2 separate regions of the Mus musculus genome follow, and region 2 is linked to region 1. A link is a contact called in public Hi-C data. All regions are on one chromosome and are shown on one strand. Each heading gives the region's core, a stretch centred on a gene start, on an enhancer-like site or on the middle of the called end of the contact. The rest is flanking DNA. Distances are from core to core; before and after follow the strand shown.

The links. A called contact is a pair of places that touch in the nucleus more often than the background predicts.
Region 2: a Hi-C map of uterus shows a contact between it and region 1. The contact joins two enhancer-like sites. A contact is called at or near these places in 1 of 39 promoter capture datasets (the C10 cell line), 3 of 15 datasets of contacts at CTCF or cohesin (the NIH/3T3 cell line, large pre-B cells and pro-B cells), 34 of 484 Hi-C or Micro-C datasets (the 3T3-L1 cell line, the AML12 cell line, the HL-1 cell line and 17 more), 5 of 115 datasets of contacts at active chromatin or transcription factors (bone marrow-derived macrophages, embryonic stem cells and large pre-B cells) and 2 of 9 other capture datasets (embryonic stem cells and pancreatic islet).

The regions. Positions count from the first base shown.
Region 1 is chr4:120,378,941-120,383,272 of GRCm38.p6, forward strand. The region is part of intron 3 of Gm36574 (a long non-coding RNA gene); the gene reads right to left. Among named protein-coding and RNA genes, the nearest start is that of Gm36574, 16 kb to the right of the region's middle. Within about 2 kb of position 1,956, at least 116 of the 459 cell types and tissues checked have an H3K27ac peak or open chromatin away from gene starts, as enhancers often do. A contact at or near this core is called in the NIH/3T3 cell line, pancreatic cancer cells and uterus, where this site is marked.
Region 2 is chr4:120,484,876-120,489,207 of GRCm38.p6, forward strand. The region is part of intron 10 of Scmh1 (sex comb on midleg homolog 1); the gene reads left to right. Among named protein-coding and RNA genes, the nearest start is that of Slfnl1, 45 kb to the right of the region's middle. Within about 2 kb of position 2,341, at least 50 of the 459 cell types and tissues checked have an H3K27ac peak or open chromatin away from gene starts, as enhancers often do. A contact at or near this core is called in the NIH/3T3 cell line, pancreatic cancer cells and uterus, where this site is marked.

The DNA of each region.
Region 1 (4,332 bases), core at 706-3,205:
GTGTTGGGGGCTCGCTGCCAAGCCTGATGACCTGACTTCGATCCCCAAGCTCACATAGTGGAAGGAGAGAATCAATTCCTACAAACTATTCTCTAACCTCCACAAGTACAATGTAGCACACACATACACACACGCACGCACTAAATCTAAAAAGTCAGTAATAGCAGTCATTCATAGCAATAATATTAGATTATAAATTAAAGATGTGTAAACAGCAAGCATAAACCATTAGAAAACACTGACAGTGATAAATAGGACATATATGTATACCACTTAGATAACCTCGGGAGACAGAATAAATCCAATTGAATATGGTAAACGGCAGAATTAAGTATTTGGAGGCAAGAATTGAAGATTTCACTTAGGATGCAAGAGTCAAATTATAGGACACAGGAAATAAATAATGTTCTGGGGAAAGTTGGTTTGTACATAGTGTCAGTGAACAGCCTACATTCCCCTGAGTGACCTAAGCAGTCATTTAGGACAGCATCTCTGACCACAAAGCCGTGCTCAGTTTATAAAGGGGAAAGCAGGTAGCCCCAGAAAAGCTGCTGGAACAGCAGAAGGCATCAGCTCTTGGCTAAATGCTTTGGTTTCCTTTGAACTGGTGGGATAGTTAGGTTCCATCTGGCACTGGGTCCTTTTAATGGTTTGAATGAAAATGGCCCCCAAAGGCTCATAGGGATTGACATTATTTGAAAGGATTAGGAGATGTGGCATTGTTGGAGTGGGTGTGGCATTGTCAGAGAGTGTCACTGAGGGTGGGCTTTCAGGTTTCAAGTGCTCAAGCCAGGCCCAGTGGTCACGCTGTCCACCTGCTGGCTGCTGATCCAACTATAGAACTCTCAGCTACTTTTCCAGCACCATGAATGCCTGCACGTTGCCATGTTTCCTGCCATGATGATAATGGACTATATCTCTGAACCTGTAAGCCAGCCCCAGTTAAATGTTTTCCTCTATAAGAGTTGCTGTGGTCATGGTGTCTAGTCACAGCTCCATAAAAACCTTAAGACAGTTCATAGCCTTGTCTTGTCAGGATAAGAGTCAGTTGTATCCAGCAATAACTTGCTCATGGCCTAATCTTTTGTTAGTCTTTCCTTCCTGTCTCATGGGACTTTTTAGCTGTGTTTCTTGGGTCCATCCCTTCAGTAAACTGCTTGCATGCAAATCCTTGTTTCAGAGTTTGCTTTTGGAAACTGGAATGGAGATAAATAGAAAAGAACCATAGCTTAACCAAGATGCAACTTCCTTCCAGAGTGGTCCAGCCTTATGTAGTGTAGGACTAAGACAACTGCATAAAGTCTTCCAGTGCTGCCCCTACTCCAGCCAACTCACACATCTTTCAAATAGAAAGAAACAGGCCAAGGGCCAACACACTCATTTGCATTAAAGATGTTTCTCCAAGGCTCCTGGTTGCATTCAGTCTAGAACTACTGAGAGTGTGGCTTTATTCTAAGAGGCCATGCACCTAATTAAAGGATAGATTTTATTTGCTAAGGAAAGTGAGGTTAGGTACTGGGAAGCAAGTAGCATTGTATGGCCCTAGCAGCTCAGGGATGCAGGTTGGAAAGTGCTATAGAGGGGTTCCGGAACGGAGGGATTGCCAGAGAAGCAAAATTAAAGCGGCAAAGACTAAGACTTTTGCAGGATTAAAGGGGGATTTGAAATGCATACTCAAGGATGAATGAGAAAAAGAAAAGTAAGTCTACACTTTGCCTGGTGAAGCCGTTCAAGGCCACACTTCCTCATTCTTCATGTGGATGCCCTGTGCTGAGCCACTCAGACTCTTGAGCAGTGACCGCTGACTTCTCAACTCTGAGCTCCATGATGTCCTACGAAAGCTTGAAATCAGCCACCACGGAGAGAGACTGCACATTATCCTCAAACACTACAGAGCTCCCCACTGCTGAGAGCACGAGGCTGTGTTGCAAGAGTGAGTCACTGGCTGGAAGGCATGAACTCTCTGGGATGAGTGTGGGATTTGGAAGCAGTGGCCTTGGTTGGAGCCAACTCTCAACTATATCCCGTTGGGAAATGATTTAACTTCTTCCACTCAGTGTGATACAAAGCTAGGTCTGAGAGGGTGGCTGTGAATACTTCGTCTGCCAAAAGTGTGCCTCCCCCTTCCCAGAAGCAGAATGGCCTGACTCACGGTCCCCAGAGACCCTCCCTTCTTAGAAGCAAAAGAGTGAAACCTCTGGCTACAGATTTCGCCAGGTTCCTGGTCTCTCCTCTTCCTGAAAGGTCTCTACCGCCACCTATTGTTCATCATTTGTTTCTGCAGGCCAGCCTTTCTGGGGAGAATTGCTTGCTCCTGAAATGGCCTTAAGAAGAGCACTCAGCTAGATGGAGCCAAAGACACATTAGCTGTCCTAACAGTCACTGTCTGGCCTGTCAACAAAGCCTGCTCCCTGTTGCCCTCCAGCTCCCGCTGTGTGCCAGCCTTGCTGTGCATCCTGAGAGCAGAGGGCAGAAGGCAGGGACCCGTGTCTTCAGCATTCATGCCCCTTCTGGTGCAACCATTCTAATTCAGTCCTTAAGATGCAATGTGCCCTTATTCCTTATCTGGAAAATGGAAGCTGAAACCAGGAAGTAACATTCATTTAAGGTTACTAAAGCTACTAGGTGAGCAATTGAAGTAAGATTTGGTTTTAGAACCTCTTTCTACAAGTCCAAGTATCTAAAAAAATTATTATTATCATTATTATTATTATTATTGTGTCTGTGGCATGTGTGTGCACATGTGCTTATGTACAGCACACAATATGGAGGCCAAAGGACAACTTGCAGATATCAGTTCTCCGCTATCTTGTGGGCTCTGGGAATTGAACTCGGATTGCCAGGCTCATTGGTAAGTGCCTTTACCCTTTTACCCCGTGAGCCATCTCTCTGGCCCAAGTCCAAGACTGCTCTTTTCCCCACAATTGCATCTATCACAAACTAGGCATTGAGATGCGCAGTGGGTCTATGTATTAGGCTCTTTTAAAATAAGGAAGCAAAGAGGTCACTAAGCAGGGTCAGGAGACCCACACCCAGGGTCACATTGTCTCATTAGAACTGGCGAGTAATCTTAGTGACCCTCAGTGGTATTCAACGTCACCAGGAAAAAAGGACCGGGTCAGATGGTCTCAAAGGTTACCATAAACATGTGGTTGTGACCTCCAAAGATACTGGCAGGATAAACCAGTCTTTGTTATTTCATAGATGTGCCACCATGGGCAAGTTATTCATCTTGGCATACATTTTCCTCTCTTCAAAAATAAGAACGTGAAAGTCTTCATCTGAAAGAACCTCTGCAAACTGTTTAGTTCCTAATAGATGGTAATTTGTGTTCATTTAAAAAAAATACATTGGGCCTGCATGCTACTTAATTCCTTTTGTTAAGCCACCGAGACTGACCACGTGAAAGCCTGGCTCACTACAGGCAGGGCTGTGTTAATTCCTGCAAGGTAAATCTGCACCACTATTGCACACAGAGCTGCAGACAAAGCAGCTGTTGAAGTCATCTGTTTGACATGCACATTCCTCATAAGATCACCAGGATTTACAATGTCAATAAAATTTGACATTCTTAAGACAAAGCGATCCCCAAAGAGCATTGTTCTACCCTAAGTTTCATCGTTTATGATACCTTTGCTATGTGGAAACTTAAATCCTAAACTGGGCTATTACTGTGAGGTCCAGTTTGTGAAGCTGGGACTACACTAGCCAGTACTCACAAAGACCCTTATTGTGTGCCAGGTCCTAAGTAGGTTTCCATATAACTAAGTTAACAAATGCAGTGTGAATTAGCAAAGGGACAAGATACTGGCTCCTCCTGGATCACAAATGACAGGTATCAGGCTAGGGAGATAATTTAATAGACAAAGTACCTATCTTGAAACCATAATGACCTAAGCTCTATCCCCAGAACCAAGATAAACAAGAGCCCGTGTGATGGCATGTGTTTGTAATACCCGATCTAGGGAGCTGGAGATAGGTGGATGGAGCTCTGGAGCTGCCACCAGCTAGCCTAGCCCACTTGGCAAGCTCAGGCCACTGGGAGTCCCTGTCTCAAAGCACTACGACCACAGATAATACAAGATGAAAAATGAAAAACAACAGCCGTGAGTCCATCTTCATGACTGCCCAACATTGCCTTTACATACTTGGAGATTTGGGCTCTACTCTAAAATTTTCTTTGCTTGGTAGGTGACATGATGATAGTGTTCTTCTGACCCATACCTCCATGGTCATGACATCTGAGATTGCATGGTGAACTCATACTTCAGACATCTTGACACTCCCCACCCCATTCCTTAGCAGGTCCTTTCTCCCAGACCATCTTCTGGC
Region 2 (4,332 bases), core at 1,091-3,590, 110 kb after region 1:
GGTCCTGTCGGCAAAATCTTGTCGGCATATGCAATAGTGTCTGGTTTTGGTGGTTGTTTATAGGATGGATCCCCGGGTGGGGCAGTCTCTGGATGGTCCTTCCTTCAGTCTCAGCTCCAAACTTGTCTCTGTAACTTTCCATGGGTATTTTGTTCCCCGTTCTAAAAAGGAACGAAGTATTTCTGTGGCTATTATTATAACTATTATATGCTGTACTTATTATCATTACTTATATTATACATGTTATACTAGACTACATCAGCATTGTTATAATACCATTGCTATAAAATTAACCATACAAATGCAGGAGTATGTACACCATATTACAGTAGCGCCACATACACAACAATGCTTATAATAATGATAGTAGAGATCATCTGTTAATTTTACAGATGTAAGGAGAAAGACTACTGACCCAGATCATGGCCAAATTAATTAAAACAAGCTTTTTTTTTTTTTTTTAAACGTACACAGGCTGGATCCCTTTAAAGGTAGGGATCAAGAGATGAGAATTGGACATAGGTGAGATAAGACTTTTTATAGCAGAGAAGTGTGGGGGGGTGGCAGGCAAATAGGAAGGGGTTGCAGAAGCAGAACATGAACATAACAAGGTGATCATCACAAGCTCCTGAAACAAAGGTACAGTTGCCATTTCCTGGAACAGCTCAATCTTTGGAAAACAGATTAAATCATTAACAGGAATGAACCTAGTTTGTCTTTACTATGAGATGGCTTTCAAGCCTAAGATGGAGCCAGGCTGGTTCATCATATCCAAGAGAGATTTTAAGATAGATACTCTTGGGAGCAAAAATAATAGCTCCATTATCTTAAGTCTAAAGCATATTAGTAAATCTGAAAGAATGGAAAATTACTCTATTGTTTCAGCATTTCTTTTCTAAACATTTATACAAAACATTGATTAATTATCTATTTATTGGATGCCAACTGTAAACCAAGCTGAGGATTCAGCAGTGACACAAATGGACAGTCTTCCTACTTTCATGAAATACGGTCACTCCAGTGGATAGAGCTATCACAAGTTCGGTGGTATATGTGCCATAGCATGAGCAAGATCCCGGTTTCAATCAACACAAAGAAGGTCATGTTTTAAATGTATATTTTGAAAAAAAATCCTAACATAAATACACATCCATGGTACCATTGCTATCATTGAAAAAAAATGCTATAGGTCTATCATCCCCCCAGATTTATTTGTGGAGAATTTTCTTTTTCAGGAAAGTTTGTAAAATTTTCAATTGCAACCTTGGGGAATAAGAAGGAGCCATGTATGGAAAAAGATTACAAGTATACAGAGAAAACCACTGACACTGTGTGGCTAATAACATACATGAGCAAAATGAAGATGTTCTTACTAGAGTATGTAGCTGAGGGGGAAGGCGGTGTGAATAGGTGCTGTAGAGGCAGGCAGTGGCCTGATCATTTATAAGCCTGAGTGGCAGTTTTGATGTTTGTTCTAAATTAATTGGGGAACAGATATCATTGTTTTCAAATTATTGCCTAAAAATATTCTGAGTTGCATTCATGCAACCTGGCCACAGGTCAGATGTGCCTACAAAGACTGAAGAGATTTGATTCATTGTTTGAAATTACTTTCTAAAATATAAAAGAATACTTACAGCTCAGGGATAGAAAAGATAAGCCAATTTTAAAATAGACAGGATGTCTGTTAGCAAATGAATATATTTTGTGTGTGTGTGGAGAGGGTCATACTAGGGAAAGCTGAAGGGAGGAAATAAGGGAAATGTGGCAATAATGTAATACTTGCAACACAAAAACAGAAGGTGTGACTATCCGTAAGGGGTAAGGAAGCCAGCAAGAAGGGATGTGGGAATGCTGCGGGGGAGGGGGTGAAGAAAAACAACATATAATTATATGCATGTATAAAAATGCTATACTGAAACTATTACTTTGTATTCTAACTTATAAACAGGCAAATTATTTGAGTAGATACTCCTCCAGAGAACAAATGGCCTATACGGCCTGGGAAAGATGCTCAGCACCATTCGTCATTTGGGAAATGCTAATCACACTGCAGTGCCATTTCACAGCCACTCGTTGCTGTAATCAGAACATGGATAGTGATGAGTGTAGTGGAAGGTGTAGAACAATTGGACTCTTCATTCGTTGCTGTCAGGGTTAGAAAAGAGTTTGGAAATCACAGAAGCTGGATGGAGTTACTGTATGACACAGAATTTCCACTCCCGGGTATATACTCCCCAAAACAGAAAACACATTTCCATAAAACATGAGTATCTTAGCAGTACTGTTCATCACAGCCCAGGAACAGATGTATTTCTATATATTCACTTACTACAATATTATTTGGCAACAAGAAGGGAATGGATTGCTGGTTGTGCCCCAGCACAGCTGTACTGTACAGTTGTGTGAAGTGGAATGAGAATGCCAGTTAGTGGTGCTGAAGTAGAGGGATCTTGAACCAAGATAAGGGGAAACAGGCTTTTTAATCTCAGGAAAGTGTCACTCTTCTGTATGCTGCAAGAAACATATGTCCTAGATCAGTGTAAGAAAGGTATTGCCGTCCCCCAACTTGCAAGTGCCTTGGAAGTGGTGGTTGATTTATTTTTGTTTACTTAAAACTAAAACCAGATAAGTGCTGTTCCTCAGGCTCTGTTCAGAAGTAAGACTTCTTGTCTAGAAAAGTCTGTTCTGTTCCTGGGAAATCTAGACCAGTCAGTCAGGCCACTGATAGGCACTGCTAACTACACATCCCTTTCTGACTGCATCCTTAGTGGATAAGAAGCAGGACTCTGTGCTGATGCTTCCAGGGGAGTAGGAGGGCAGCCTGTCCTTTAGAAAGCCATAGACTTTATTTCAATGACAGGTGGCCAGAAAGACCAGGCTCAGGGAGCAGAGACCTTCTTCCACAGCATTTTCAGCATTTATCACTCCTCTTTCCTCCAGTAATGCTTTTGTCTCCTCCCTCCTGCCTCAGTAGGTCCCAAAGCAAGAGATTTATTGAGCTTCCCGCCCTGACTAGGAAGCAACTGACACAGTATGAAAGGAATGTGATTATGCAATCCATTCCACAGAACAAGATCTTTTCTGCCTATTAGTCTGTTCTCCTTTCTGATTATTATGTCTCCTCCATCTTTCCTACCTTCTGGTCATTAGAATGCAATGTTTAAAAATTCAAAGTAAAATAGGAATGTTTCTTGTTGTGGTAAGAAAAAGGTATGTTTACTTAATGTTATTTCACACATGTTGTTTCATTTAATTTTCCCTTTAACTCTAAATTAGGCATAATGAATTTCAGATACATTTTACTTATGAGAAAACTGAAGCTTAAAATGACTTGGTATATGATATACAAGGCAGGAAGAGACAACTATCAGGCCTGAGCCACAGTGCCCGTATACATCATCCCCACATATCACCGCATACTCTAAATTCTTCTCCACATGCCTGTACTATTCAAAGCTTCATTTGCGATCCTGGATTTAAGCTTCCAGGTCCTGGTAGAGGAAAAAGACAGTATTTATACTAACAGAACTCTAAAGTAGGTTCTAGGCTCAGTGAGACCACACACCTGTTTTGTCTTTAAGCAAATAATTCTGAATGAGAGTAGCTTAACTAGAGCTTTGAAGAGCCTTAGCCTCTAAAAGTCCCATGTATTAATGAACTTGGGAACAGGTAGCCAGTGGCTCATGACTTTGTCTCCTACTTGATTCCAGATAGTCAGCTCCCCTACTATTCATCTCTGTCTATGTTGAAAGAATCCTACAGCCTCTCCTTTCCTTTACTAAGCCAGGCATAGGCCTGTTAGCTACTAAACTCATGGCACCAGCTAACAAGTAGGCAACTAATTCAGGATTCGTGGTTATATGAGGCAACAGCTTTTATTTTTTTTAGCTTAGTCATTTTTAAGTGAAACAAATCTAAAATAGTATATGCTTTATTTTTTTTTTTTTAAAGATTTATTTATTTATTTACTATATGTAAGTACACTGTAGCTGTCCTCAGACACTCCAGAAGAGGGAGTCAGATCTTGTTACGGATGGTTGTGAGCCACCATGTGGTTGCTGGGATTTGAACTTCCGACCTTTGGAAGAGCAGTCGGGTGCTCTTACCCACTGAGCCATCTCACCAGCCCCATATGCTTTATTTTTAATATAAAAAGTAATAGAAGCCAGGCGGTGGTGGCGGACGCCTTTAATCCCAGCACTTGGGAGGCAGAGACAGGCGGATTTCTGAGTTCAAGGCCAGCCTGGTTTACAAAAGTAAGTTCCAGGACAGCCAGGGCTATTACAGTCTTGAAAAATAAAACAAAACCGAAACGAAACAAAATAAAGA